3 separate regions of the Zea mays genome follow, and all the other regions are linked to region 2. Evidence: chromatin contacts called from public Hi-C data. All regions are on one chromosome and are shown on one strand. The core of a region is the stretch at or near the end of the contact, and the rest is flanking DNA. Distances in the headings are between cores, read along the strand shown.

Region 1 (5,002 bases), core at 1,617-4,116, 270 kb after region 2:
TATAAAAGTGGAGAATTTTGTAAAAGCGGAGTGACATATTTCTGATTGACCCTAAAAAAGGCACCGCTGCTTAGACTAACTCCAGCAAGACTCCGTATCCGACTCCGCATCCCCATTTTGCGCGGTCTGAGGCACTGTTGCACGCTCCAGCAGACTCCGCATCCCTCTCCGCAAAATGGACGCCGTGTCCCTGCGCTCCCCATTTCCACACTTTCTCTCTCCTCTCCGCACTCTCTGCGTGCGCGCGCGCCTGCTGGCGGGGCCCAGGTGTCATAGACTGCATGCGGAGTGGGATGGGGAGTGTTGCTGGAAACGGAGCCGGATACGGAGAGGAGAGAGAATGTGTCGGCCGCGCGTTTTAGGGATACGGAGTCGCACACTGCTGGAGTTGGTCTTACTGTGTACTTGTGATGTTATGTTGAGTCAACAACCCCTAATCAGTTACCCTATTATCCAAAACTGTATTGGCAGAAGAATGCAGCAATTCGTTATGGTATGAGCACATGCTAATAACTGGGGCAAAAAAAAAATCCTTAGATAGCCCAGAATTAACAGCATCACGCGGATACAACGAAACAGAAAAAAACACCAAGGGGGAGATACGAGTTCTTCCTTCTTCGGCTAGCTAGCTCTCTAGTCCTCTCTAATCTTCTCAAAGCAGCTCGATCTCTACGGACCGGACGACACCCACCGTGACACTACCACCGCGCGGCCAACCTGTACTGTTCAAAATTTCGCTTCGTCGCAATCGCACTCCAGTGCAGCTTTCTTGCAAGCCGCCTGATGCTTCCTAGAAAAAACAAAAAGTGAATGCAGTGATGGTTGATGAGCTCAACTGAGGCAGTTCGGCCATAACAAAAAGAGAGAGAGAGAGCTAGCGGCCCTTTTCTTAAGGACTACATGTTATTATTAGTATTGCAGTGTGGCAAAAGTGCCACGTTATATAATAATGAGGCTGACCGTACGTCCAAATTGACATGCAGCAATACTTTAATCAGGGACATAACAGACAGAACTACATGGATAAATAAGGTGTGTTTCTGGAAGGTTTCATAAGTGCACCAAATCAAAGTAAGAAGGCAGTGCGACAGTATTGTTCTGTATCACCTCTGCCTGCATCTACAAAGACCTCCACCACCATGTACCTGTTCTTGAAATGGACCATGGTGACTACAGACTTCCTTTGCTGCAGAGCTCCCTCCTCCCTGCATCCAGATGAAAGACCTACCAATACCAAGGAATGTAAGTAAATGAAGCAACATCTTATTTTCTAAATCCCATTTTCCAAGAAAAAATAAGAACTAGGGAGGGTGGGGTGGTGGGAGGAAGGCAGTAACGTGAGGTCAACCATCTAGAAGGTACGCCTGAGAGAATGACACTACACAACAAATGTAGGGGCAAACCGGCGAATTGGGAATGACTGACACAGGCCAAGCCGTCGCCATCGGTCATCACAATCAATATAATAAAACACCGCTGGATGCATTAATGACCTTGTCAGCGAAACTTAAGCAACAGGAGTGCTGATCCATCACCTACACGACGATTGATGGAAAAAAAATAGGAAATGCATGGAGCTCACGCAGAATCAAAAAGCTCGATATCAACGTGCTTGATTGATTTGTCATGTCTAACTTGATTCACAGAAGGTGGACGGGGATTGGACGGAGAGTACCTTAGGGTAGGCGATGGTGCCTGGGTGGGTGTCGAACCCGCCAGTCCAGGTTAGGGTTTGGCGTCGGAGGTGGTGCTGAGGCAGCCAGTGTGTGTGCTTCAACGGGGCCTGCCATCCGAGGTGGCGATGAAGGAAGCGAGTAGCAGGTCCGTCGACGGAGCCTCTCGCGCCAGCTGTCGCCGGTGGCGGCGAGGCGTTCCCCTTCAGCGTCGCGGTCGGGCGGTCGCGGATGTGGTGAGATGTGACTCAGGCCATTCTCACGGCTAATGTTGCCACTGGGCTAACAATTATGCATTAAATAATTAGCTAATACTACCAATTAGTTAGGTATGTTTGAAGTCTTAGCTAGTAGACATGTTTTATTTTAACACGATCTATTAGCATCTATTAACAAGATTAAATGCCCTCTACTCTTGTACTGTGATATTAGAGCATCTTCAAGAGACTCTTCATTTTTTACTCTCTATTTGACTATCTATTTACGTTTTTATAAAGATTACACTTTATATATAACATCTCAGTCCAACAGACTATCTATCTAGTTTGGCTAGTCAGGTGGCTAGCCAAAATTAGCTAGTGAGAGAGCCAATTTACAGAGTCAGATAGCTTGCGAGTCAGATAGCTAGTCTGTTGGAGATTTAATTTACTATTGAGTAGCTAAAATTTAGCTTGGCGAGTCATTTAGCTAGTCTCTTGAAGATGCTCTTAAGAGCATCTCCAAAAGAATCTTCATTTTTGACTCTCTATTTAACTCTATATTTACCTTTTCATAAAAAATATACTCTATATGTAGCATCTCCATTCCAACAGATTATCTATCTAGTTTGATTAGTCAGGTGGCTAGCTAAATTTGGCTAGTGAGGGAGCCAATTTGGAGAGTCGGATAGCTTGACGAGTTAGATAACTAGTCTGTTGGAGAGTTATTTTGTTGTTGAATAGCTAAAATTTGGCTTGCTGAGCCATTTAGCTAGTCTCTTGGAGATGCTCTAACCAATCTAATATATTGAGATATAAGTGAATACTAGATATCCAAAAAATCCAAACATAGGCTACAGTATTGGTTGGATGCCACTTGAGCCCACCAACGCCGTTTTCCTTTGCCTATTTTGCAGAGCGGGCCGCCTGGGCGCGCAGGCCCGCGCCACTTTCATCCTCTCCCAGTATCCACGGCCACGGGCTCGCACGCAGTCGCCGCCGCCCTGCCCGTCTCCTTCCTGTCGTCTCCCCTTCTCCAATCGCTTCCCGATCCCAGCCAATATCTCAGACGGAATCGATCCAAAGCTATCCTAGGGTTCCGCCGTCCCGTCCAGATCCGGGCTCGTCGATGGGGAAGGAGGGCGTGGCGGCGGGGCCGGCGGCGGAGGGGAGTAAATCGCGGTCGGAGTGTATCAACTCGTCCAACCCGTACCACGAGTGCTCCGACTACTGCCTCCGCAAGATCGCCGAGGCCAGGCAGCGCCTCGACGACGAGCTCCCTGACTCGTGGAAGCGCCCGCCCGAGCAGCGCACCGTCCACCCGGACTGCATCAATGCCTCCAACCCTTACCACGAGTGCTCCGACTACTGCTTCAAGCGCATCGCCGACGCTAAATCCCCTGCCTGCGGTGCGGGTGATTCCTTCCCCGTTAATTCGAATCGTCGTGAAGCCCTTCTATCTGTTTATTATTGCTTCAAAATCCGAGCGTTGCTGTCCGCTTACCTGGTACTCGGTTGACTTCTTGTTATTAGGGCTGGAGCGTGAGGAGCGACAGCCACCAGCTGATGTGTTTGCCGCCGCCGGCATGTCTGATGCCGTGGAGCAGCATCGGCCTATAGATAACGATTCCGACGAACAGGAGGGCGCAGGTCCGGATGACGGCTACCCGCAGATGACGGAGAAGCAGAAGAAGTTGTTCGAGCTGCGGCTTAAGATGGTACGACGAGCGGCTGATTTACCTACCACTGCATCCGGGCTATTGCCACGCTGTTTGGTATATCAATTCATTCATCCATTTTGTTGTTGTCTAACGTTCCGCAGAATGAAGCACGGAAAGCGAACCAGCAGGCGATGGTTGCCGAGAAGAAAAGGATGGAGCCTCGTGGCGAGAGCCGAGGTGTTTCTAAGCAGAAGTGGTTAGACGACAGGAAGAAGAAGATTGGGAAGCTGCTGGACTCGAATGGGCTTGATATGAAAATGGCGTACATGCTCGACACGCAGGAGACTGCAGAAGCCAAGTACAAGAAGTGGGAGAAGGAACCTGCTCCATATGGGTGGGATGGTGAGTGAGCTCAATCTTCTAACGCCCACAGGTGTCTGATTGGTAGAGAACAATGTTTTCAAAACACATAGATTGGTGATGTTTACTGCATGGCTTCTCTGTTGCTAGTTGTATAGTTCTTGATGAGTTTCTGCTCCATTCACATTAGTATTCACGGTGCATTGTTATTCATGATTGGTTACTTGGCTTGTGACAACATCAGACTAAGTGTTATGTTACCTTCTGTTATTCATGTTATAAGAACATGTCCAAAGAGAAAGAAGTAAATCCTGTGGAACATAAGTTTATTATTATTATGGGGTTAGGATAGTAGTACGGTACCTTCTTGGCAAAAATTATATTGAATAACTATCTCAGTCCATCCTGCATTTGTATGGTATAAACCAGAGAAGTAAGCTAAGTTTGGAATGTATGGCGAGATATCTCTGTGTCATGTATAAATATACATACAATAGGTAAAATGTTTGCTATTATGTTGCTGGTGTCATGGTGTGTAACTATGTATAGATTGCAAACATATCTTGCTACATAATAATACTCCCTCTGTCCTAAAATAAAATTCGTTTTAGCAAATTAGTGAGTTCATACAACACTTGATGTATATGATTTGTATATGTGTCTAGATTCTTTGAATATAGACATAAAAACCAAGAGCTAAAACAACTACTATTTTGGGACCGAGGGAGTATGTATTCAATACTAGCAGCAACAGTGTTATTATAGAGAATCGTTATTATAGGAATGTCTTCTATTCTTTTCAATTCAGATGTTATGATTAAACACTGTTCCATTATTTTTATGTGCACAACATACCATACATACATTTTGAAGTCCAAATGCACCTTTTTATTTTGGTCTTTGAGTTGCATTGCATCTGAGAAATTGCACTTATGCTTTCAGTTTTCAATCAAAAGACCTTGTATGACGCATACAAGAAGAGGACCAAGAACATAGAAGTTGACATGGAGTCTTACAATAAAGCCAAAGAAGCTGATCCTGAATTCTACCGCGACGCCTCAAGTCTCCAGTATGGGAAGGTACTGGTGCCTGCCATCGCACCACATCTACG
Region 2 (4,569 bases), core at 1,678-4,177:
GCATCGTGTACCAACAGTAAACAAGATACAAATTTGACACAACAGAGAATAGTGCAATTTTGAGCAGTGGGGGACTAAATGCTGTAATCCGAGCACATCCGGCAAGAGATCCATTCAACAATTAGCAAATGTCTGGAACGAAATGTTCAATCCACACAATGTTGCCAAGAACTCTATAAATTCTGACGGAACACGATAAAAGACAAGTACATCAAAATCATCAGCTACTAAGAATTCAGATGCCGAGTACAGCTGTTGTGGCATCCTTACTGCTCGCCCGGTGTAGTCTTGATGATATCAGAATCACCTGAAATCACAATAAAACAACTCTTCATATCCATGTTTTGATCAAAGCATCAAAGTGACTTGTGATATGGAGGCGGCTTTTACCAGGATCGATAATGCTGAGGCAGCAGACACGGAAGTATTTTCCACAGGCTGTTCCAAGGTCAACATTGTCTGGAAAACAACAAAATACAGTTAATTTTAGGACTTGTAACAACAGCTAGTTGCATAGACCAACACAACCCTGTCTCAAATAACATGATAGGAACCAACTATGTACATTATTTAGTTATTCCTAATAACATAGTGTGGTATGCATTACCTTACAATGTAAGTTCTTGTCATATATATTGCAAAGCGAGTAATAATTATGGATTTATGGAAGCCAAAACTTCCTTTCTATTTGATTTATAGTTAATAATTATCTTATGCATTAAACATGCATGGGTGACATTCTTGTGCTTTTCTGCAACTGGCTAGACATTGCAGAACAGTACAAATCAGGGGCTAAAAGAAAAGGTAACATGCCAACTGACAGTTGACATTTCCCTAGATAATGCAACATCGATTGAAGAAACAGAAGGGATGATAACTTACTTCCATGGAAGTGGTGGACTGTCACCTTAGCCAGCATAGCATAGTACTCAATTTCAGACTTCCGAAGCGGAGGACAGTTGTTAGCAATGATCACTAGCTTTGCTGAAAATCAATACATTGATTTAGGCATATTACAAGCATGCTATATAACAAATGATATTGTGTAGAGTCTAAGGCAGAAATTATAGTTTTGTGCACTCACATCTAATTTTAAAGAAGTTATTATCATGTCGAATGAACAGTTAGGCAAAGAAAAGGAGTCAGACCTTAGTAACCAAGTTACCGGATAGATGGGGTCAAGAAACGGGAACGTGGTACAATACTTAAAAAGGATTTTGACACTGAGGGGGTGAGATTGTATCCGTGTTCCCAGAACACAACAAACAAATAAAGTTACACGTTTAAAATACTATACTAGATGGGACATACTCAAAACAATTGTACATAACATAATCCACAAAAAACACTATAAAGCAAACAAAATATAAATCTGAAAGAAGATATCCCCCACTCATGCTCAACCAGTGATATCATGCACAGGTACCATATACGCACAAAACAGGGAGAGGATTATTATGGCGTTGACTCATACACAATGGCCATATAAATACATCCATTGGTAATCAGTTTTCAACGCAGAACTCAAATGTCAGTCACATAAAATAACTGTTTGAAATAAATAGTAACCTAAAAAGAGCAAGCAATGACAACAAACTTTATGTACAGGCTTGAGATAAATTCAGAAATTAAGATACACAACAAATAAAGCAAAACAGCAAAACAAACAGAGGATCAGAATTCTGGCTTGGTTTTCTCAGATGAGAAATTATAGCGCTCAGTATGTTCATTGTCGATCATCTGGGGAAAGGGTCATCATATCCTCATAAGTGTGCAACATAGTTAAAAAACACAAAACGAGGCTACAAATAAGCACTACATAAAATTCAGAAATACATTTTATGCAAAAATGGAGGATCAGAATTCTGGCTTGGTTTTCTCAAAAGAGAAATTATGGCACTCAATATGTTCACTGTCGATCATCTGGGGAAAGGGTCATCATATCCTCATAAGTGTGCAGCAACACAGTTAAGATAACAGAAAAGGCACAAAAAGAGGCAACAAAAAAACACCACATGGAATTCAGAAATATTTTATCATAAACGGATGATTAAAATTATGGCTTGGTTTTCTCAGATGAGAAATTATAGCGCCCAGTATGTTCACTGTCTATCATCTGACCTTCCACTGATAACATTAAGTATAGAGTGAACAAACATTCAGTGACGTAGATAAAAATACGTTGTCCAGAGAATATTTCGGTGGGCGTCCATGCAGCCACAAAGTTCATAGTGGCTGAGGTCATGAGCCCTATTCTCCTTCTTTCAATGTCGTATTTCCATCTTGACATCTAAAAATGTTCACTTCACTTGATTTTTCCCCTGCATAATCCTAATACTCCCACTGTGAGCAGTAAAAAAACAGCTACATGAACACGTCCATAGGCACGGATTGAACATCCACGGGATCAATCTACGGTATTGTAACATAGGCAGACATCCATATGCACCGATTTGACTACCTAACCCGTTAATCAAGAGCTAAGTAGCCTTACGCATGAGACAGAATATAAAGTGTGAGCTTCCTTACACTTAGAATTCCTGAGGGTCCTGAGGACAGTCTTGTAGCCGAGCGTGTACTTGCCGCTCTTCATCACAAGCTGAAGCTTGTTGTTGATGTTGTCCGTGGACTTCTTCTGCACAAAACCAACAACGAAAAACGAAAAACAGAGCTTAGAACATAAATTGCAAGACTGGAAACATGAATACTTGGAATGCAGCAGCAAGACATGTTGCCGCCCAGAAGACGGCAGCAGATCGACGGAAAAGGTGGGAGAAACGTGGGCTTGTAGTCGAGAACTCGAGATACGGGGGTAGATGTGAGAGGGCAGCAGATGTGATCGTTACCGTCTTCTTTGCGGCCACCATGGTTGCGCCCCGATGAGTGACGGCGTCGAAGCGGCTTTGCGCGGCGGCGGCTCTTCTCGGGGATGACTGCGGGGCGGAAGGCTGGAGAGCTAGGGTTTGGTTATTTATAGAGTACAAGGAACCCTAGGGGTTACTGATGTGGGCTTTGTATAGGATAGAATGGGGCTTACGAGTTCTTTGAGCCCAGACGGCAGACGCCCAGACGCGGAGTATGAACTTTGATTTTTGTGGCCAGAAAAAAAAATCTCTTTGACTTCAAAAATAGTTATTTCTATTTTTTGTGGCAGAAAAAAACGTGAGACTACGTACCATGTTGTAAATATGCCCTACTACAATGCTCATGGGTTGTGATGGTATGTAAATTATTTGATAAAAAAGTTTGTGAATAACGATTACATAAAAACGAATAACTCATATATTATCATCAGCATGAACGACGATGTGGTCCATGAATGGCCATATTCGTGCTATGAGGTTCTTGATGTAAATAACCTCATAGAGCTTCTTTCTCGCCAGTCACCTCGATGGCCTCGAGCGTTGTTGGGACCATGCTTTGTCGTCGAAGGTCCTGCAGAAAGAAACAACTTCGGCTGAAGCTGCTCATACGTGATGTCGAAGGTGTCATTTCGTGAAGCTTCGGAATTACAAACCGACTTAAAGATAGAATGACCTTTTAGTCCACAAGAGTCCGAGTCATTGTTGTAAACTTTTATGAGGGGTACGATTGTAATTCCTCACGGGCTGTGTCCTGTGCCTATAAATAGTGAACAATATTCCTTTACTGTTCACGCATTCCTGCAATTGCAATCGCATCACTCGGAAATTATACTTTGTCAAGGAAGAGGTATAAATGTGTCTAAATATTACGTTTGAACATCTTAAATTTATATAGTATATAAATGATGTTATTTATTTTCAATTTACTTGTCTTTAATGCTTTATGTCTTACGTTATTTTATATTATCTTTGTGAGTTCAATTACGAAAGTATAACTTTCGTAGTTCTGCCATTATAACCTTCGTCCGAAGTATATCCTTGGGGAAATAATGCTTCAGCGGACGAAGGGCACTGATATTTTAACATTTTATGTTGCCTTATTCTTAATTCATAGCATTTGAGAACAAGTCCCCAACATTGGCGCCCACCTCCGGTGAACTCACTTCCACTTTTTTGAGCTGATGGCTTCGTTCAACGATCAAGCTGGAGCTGCTTCGGCTCCGAAGCTGGTACTCCCGATAACAGGCGGTTCATGCTCAGAGCCAGCCAACAAGAAGCAGAAGAAGGAAGCACAGAGAAGGGTATAGCACGTTGGGGTGCAAGGACCCTTCATCAAGTCAAGATGGTCTCACATTCCAATTACCTTCTCTCAAGAGGATCTCCAACTCAAGGATTACCCACACAATGATGCTATGGTTATCTCTTATGTGATCAAAGGATTCCTGGTCCATAATGTTTTGGTTGATACAAGCAGCGCAGCTGATATCATATTTGCTAAGGCCTTCAGACAGATGCAAGAGCTCGAGGATAAAATTCATGATGCCACACATCCCCTTTGTGGCTTCGGAGGAAGGCAGATCGTAGCACTTGGAAAAATCACAATGTCAATAACCTTCGGATTCATTAACAACACAAGGACTGAACAAGTTGTATTTGATATTGTTGATATGGAATACCCTTACAATGCAATCATTGGTCGTGGTAC
Region 3 (4,271 bases), core at 1,750-4,249, 340 kb after region 2:
GAAGCACTGTGGAACCAAGAGCACAAAAGATAAAGAGTCTCATTAGCTGTTGTGCTCTGTCAGTATGGCAGGTTGAGCGATATGCTCTTAATGAAGTCAATGCTATAAGCAGGGAAATTGTCCTACAGAATTTCCTTAATGATTTCACCTATATGAGCTGACTGTGGGGTCGCAGTCCGGGAGAGAATGGGGTTTTCTCTCTAGTGAGTTCATGAATAGATATTAAAGGGCATGACCGTAACGCCCTACCCCGTAAGAGAAGCAGATAATCTGCCTAGTACTATGTGCCTTTTGTGTGAAGATTCTCACACTAGGGTTTGTGGATCAAGGCGTAGTCCTCCGCTTACTCGTGCAGGGTTGGAGTACACTGGGATAGGCTTTCGTTCAAACCTAACAAGTACCTCTGCCGAAAAGTAGTATATAAACAGTATGGGAGCTCAATGACATTGATCAGAAAATAAAAGTGAAAATAGTGGGGATTACTTTCATTTTGAGTTTTCACTTAAAAAAATAAGAGGAGGGGCCAGTCGGGTGGGCCGCTTCAAGGCCCAGCTGACCGAGCAGCCCACCGGCTGGCAGTTGGCTAGGGCTCTTTGAGGAGCGGAGAAGCAGAGCAGTAGCTCATGCGCAGGAGGGACGCAGGAAGTTGCCTGGCGGCGGCGCTGAACAGCGAAGCGATTCGTTCGCTGCTCTGCCGAATCCTGCGCAACTGCCTGGCGCGGCCGTCTGCTTAAGATGGGCGAGCGCTCCTCCGGCTTTTCAAAGGTTCTCTGCTCCTCTCTGCTGCTTGTTGTTCCATTCTCCTCGATCCATTAGGTCCCTAGTGTTCCTATGGTTAATCGCTGGTGGTGATTGGAAGCTGGTAGAGGTGGTGTTGTTCTTGTGCAGAGAGGTTCTCCTGTGCTCCGTTGATTTAATAGTGCGCCTGTGTGGTGCTCTGTCTGTTCTGATCTCTGTCCACCATGGCCTGGTGCCTGGGCTCCCTGCTGCGCGGTGTTCGTCTTCTCGGGCTGGTGCTGTGGATGTCTCCCACGGCATCAGCAGCGGCTCTAGTATCTCCATCAACCTCCCGCTGTGCATGCCCGGACGTGGGTGGCGGAATTGGTTTTCTGGGACAGAACTTCGTGTTCGCTGAGTTAATCTTCCCACGTCGACAATCTACGTGTTGTGAGTTGTCATTTGCTTTACTCTATTTACTGTTTAATTTTGTGCAATCTGCTAGTATTAAATACTTGGGTGTGATTGCACTATTGTAGGTGGATTTGTTTGCTCAATGATAATAGCGGTGTAGTGAGATAACGTGACAGTCTGGGTTTTAGTGTGTTGTTAATTTCAGCATCAAGTACTTATTTGTGCCTAATTATATCTTTATTAGCTGACGCTGTTTACCTGTGTTAAATTCTGTTATTTTATTTAGTACACAACTCCTTACTATTAGTATTTATACTTGATTATTAGGCTTATTATATCTGATCTAAAACCCTGATTTGGTAAGATAGGACTGTCACGTTAGTCAAGGATCTCTGATCACCATTTAGCATTGGAGGGTTGTTTATTACAACAATCCGTTATTTTGAGAGCAATATAAAAAGATAAACAATAATGTTTATGTGATTAATCTGCCTTCTTCATCTACAAGCCATGTTTAATTTATAAATAGACCTGAGTAGCTATATTTCAGGTTTTCGTTTATTAAAATTACTATTGTTCATTGCTGTTATAATTTCATATGGCATTCATCTGATTTATATGCATGTTTTATTTAGAATTAGAATATTTAATTTATTTAAATATGATGGAAGCATTTCAGTTATTTTTTTAATTGTACAACATATAGAGTCTAGTTTGAATATAGTTATGAGTATTGATAAACTGACGAGGATGGACTAACAAATGTAGCTCCCCGTGAAGCTTCACGACTACGTAGCCTCGTTAACCAATACTCCATTTATATGTAAAAGTCAAGCGAAGCCATTAGACTGTCTTTACCATAAGTAAGGCTTCTCGTCCGTAAAGACTGATCAACAATAAAGAAAAAAATAAACCTAAGGGATAGAAGAGACGATAAATGTCTGGTTTGATTTTACCTGGGCATACTATTGTAATCTTAAATTCAGGGGTATTTAGGACTTTATATAGATAATTATGAAAACGAGAAATTCTTAAAAAAAACTCGTCGTGTGTACGGTTTACTGGCATGAAAAAAATATTTAACTGAATTAACGGATTCGTTTAATTGTCTAAATTCATTGGAGGCGAGACCGCGAGCGAGATAGTTTGCACAGATTAGTCTATTTACAATGGAGGTTTCATGAGGTGTTTCATATATTAATTAGCCTGCCACATCAACTATTTGGATGACATGTCACATCATTTAAAAAGAAAGAGTTTTATGGAGTTTCATGGGGATGAAACCATGTTAACCCGTTTCCAATGTCTTGGAAACTGTGTGAAACCTCTACTGAGAGTGTTTTGTTTCATCTTCATATAATTGAGTAAATTCTATTGGTTATTTATATGCAGCATTTAAGAAGTATGTTTATATATGAAATAGTGAGATAAAACTTTCTATTGAAAGAGGGTATTTCATTCATCCATAAATCTAATATAGCATTTTTGAAAACAGAAACATGAAATCTTCATTGTGAGGAGTGGTGTACAACCAAGGTGGTTAGAGTTAGAATCTACGTATGCGAGGTCGTAATTCGTAAAGTCGGCAAAGCCATCGGAAAGACTGATATGGCCCTGTCTGTGCAACTTGCATGCTGCTGCCGACCGCGTGGCCCAAAGGAAACTAGGGTCCACCAAATGTGTCGAGAGGCGTAGGTAGGAGGAGGAGGATCGCCAGCTGCTGATCCGTTCAACACCTGCCGGCGCCCGCCTGCCTGCCTGCCCAAAACAAGACCGGCCACTTGCTAGCCGTCCTCCTCCCCTGCCCCTGCCATGCGGCGGCACCGGCACCTTTCCAGATTAACTGGCTGCACCACCACCACACCACCACGCCACATCGCCGTCGGCCACCACATGATGCACGCGCACGCCGCCATATAATACTAGTACTACTGAACTACAAGGGGTTCGCCGTGCGAGCGCAAGCAACGACGCGCCGGCCCGCCTACTACTAGTACGGCCGCATCCACCATGGCTGCACCCGCCGCGGCCAAGCGCCCGTACTGGCAGGCCCCCGCCACGGCCGCCGGAGCAGCTGAGCCCAACAAGCGGCACCGCACGGCCGCGGCGCCGGCGCACATGGACGCGGAGCCGGAGCAGGAGGAGCAGCCCCTGCTCCCGGGCCTGCCGGACCACCTCGCCCAGCTCTGCCTCGCCCCGCTCCCGCCGCGCCTCCTGCACGCCGTCTGCCGCCCCTGGCGCCGCCTCCTCTACTCGCCCTCGTTCCCGCCGTTCCTCGCGCTCTACGCCGTGCTCGACGACGCCGCCGCCTTCGCCGGCAGCGGCGTCTCGTTCGCGGCCTACGACGCCGTGGCGGGGCGGTGGGACGAGCTTCCCGCGCCGCCGATGCCGTCGCCGCCGCCCAGGCTGTGGCACCCGGCCTTCCTGTCCCGCCGGCTCCCGCTCCAGTCCGTGGCCGCGGGGGGCAGGCTCGTGCTCGTGGCCGGCTCCACGCGGGCGCTCGCCCCGGCGCTGCCCCGCCCCGTGGTCTTCGACCCGGCCGCCCGCTCGTGGCGGCTCGGCCCGCGCCTCCCGTTCGCGCCGCGCCGGTGGTGCGCGGCGGGCGCGGCCCGCGGTCGCGTGTTCGTTGCGGGCGGAGTCGGCGCGGGCTACGACGCCAGCGACGCCCGGTCCGGCGCCACGTGGGACCCGGCCGCGGACGCCGCCGCGGCCGCGGCGTGGGAGCCGATCCCGCCCATGCGCGACGCGCGGTTCAGCCGCGACGCCGCGGAGGCCGTCTGCGCCGCGGGGAAGGTGTGCATGGTCAGCCTCCGCGGCCGCGGCGCCAAGGAGGGCGCCGTCTTCGACCTGCGCGCCGCGCGGTGGGAGGACATGCCGCCCGGGATGCTCGCTGGCTGGAAGGGCCCGGCCGCGGCCGCGGCCGCTGGCGGCGACGAGGACGAGACGACTATCTTCGTGGTGGACGAGGAGCGCGGGGCGCTGAGCGCCTACGATTGGGCCGGGGACCGGTGGCGCACGGTAGTGGAGTCGGAGCGGCTCAAGGGCGCCGCCGAGATGGCGGCTGGCGGGGGCCGGGTGTGCGTGGCGGCCCAGGGTGGCGACAAGGTGCTCGTGGTCGACGTGGCGCCCTCACGGCCACG

What was found. Hi-C and Micro-C count contacts between places; a contact is called where the count stands out from the background.
Region 1: a contact with region 2 is called in a Hi-C map of ear, with 3 times the contacts expected there. The contact joins the promoter of LOC100274600 here to the promoter of LOC100502201 in region 2. A contact is called at or near these places in 7 of 25 Hi-C or Micro-C datasets (ear, endosperm, leaf and 2 more).
Region 3: a contact with region 2 is called in a Hi-C map of endosperm, with 1.7 times the contacts expected there. The contact joins the promoter of LOC100275515 here to the promoter of LOC100502201 in region 2. A contact is called at or near these places in 6 of 25 Hi-C or Micro-C datasets (bundle sheath, ear, endosperm and 3 more).

The regions. Positions count from the first base shown.
Region 1 is chr5:61,582,174-61,587,175 of Zm-B73-REFERENCE-NAM-5.0, forward strand. It overlaps LOC100274600, which reads left to right and starts at 2,867. Exons shown (of 5, transcript NM_001148952.1): 1 at 2,867-3,279; 2 at 3,404-3,588; 3 at 3,693-3,933; 4 at 4,834-4,970. The coding sequence starts at 3,000. It also overlaps the pseudogene LOC103626440.
Region 2 is chr5:61,316,609-61,321,177 of Zm-B73-REFERENCE-NAM-5.0, forward strand. LOC100502201 (60S ribosomal protein L30-2) reads right to left here and starts at 2,928. Exons shown (of 5, transcript NM_001196678.1): 1 at 2,847-2,928; 2 at 2,530-2,635; 3 at 883-984; 4 at 391-459; 5 at 81-307. The coding sequence starts at 2,867. The coding sequence ends at 267. LOC111589380 (small nucleolar RNA Z103) reads right to left here and starts at 1,765; the gene lies at 1,670-1,765. It overlaps LOC111589381 (small nucleolar RNA Z103), which reads right to left and starts at 1,948; the gene lies at 1,853-1,948.
Region 3 is chr5:61,660,860-61,665,130 of Zm-B73-REFERENCE-NAM-5.0, forward strand. It overlaps LOC100275515, which reads left to right and starts at 3,000. Exons shown (of 1, transcript NM_001367378.1): 1 at 3,000-4,271. The coding sequence starts at 3,142.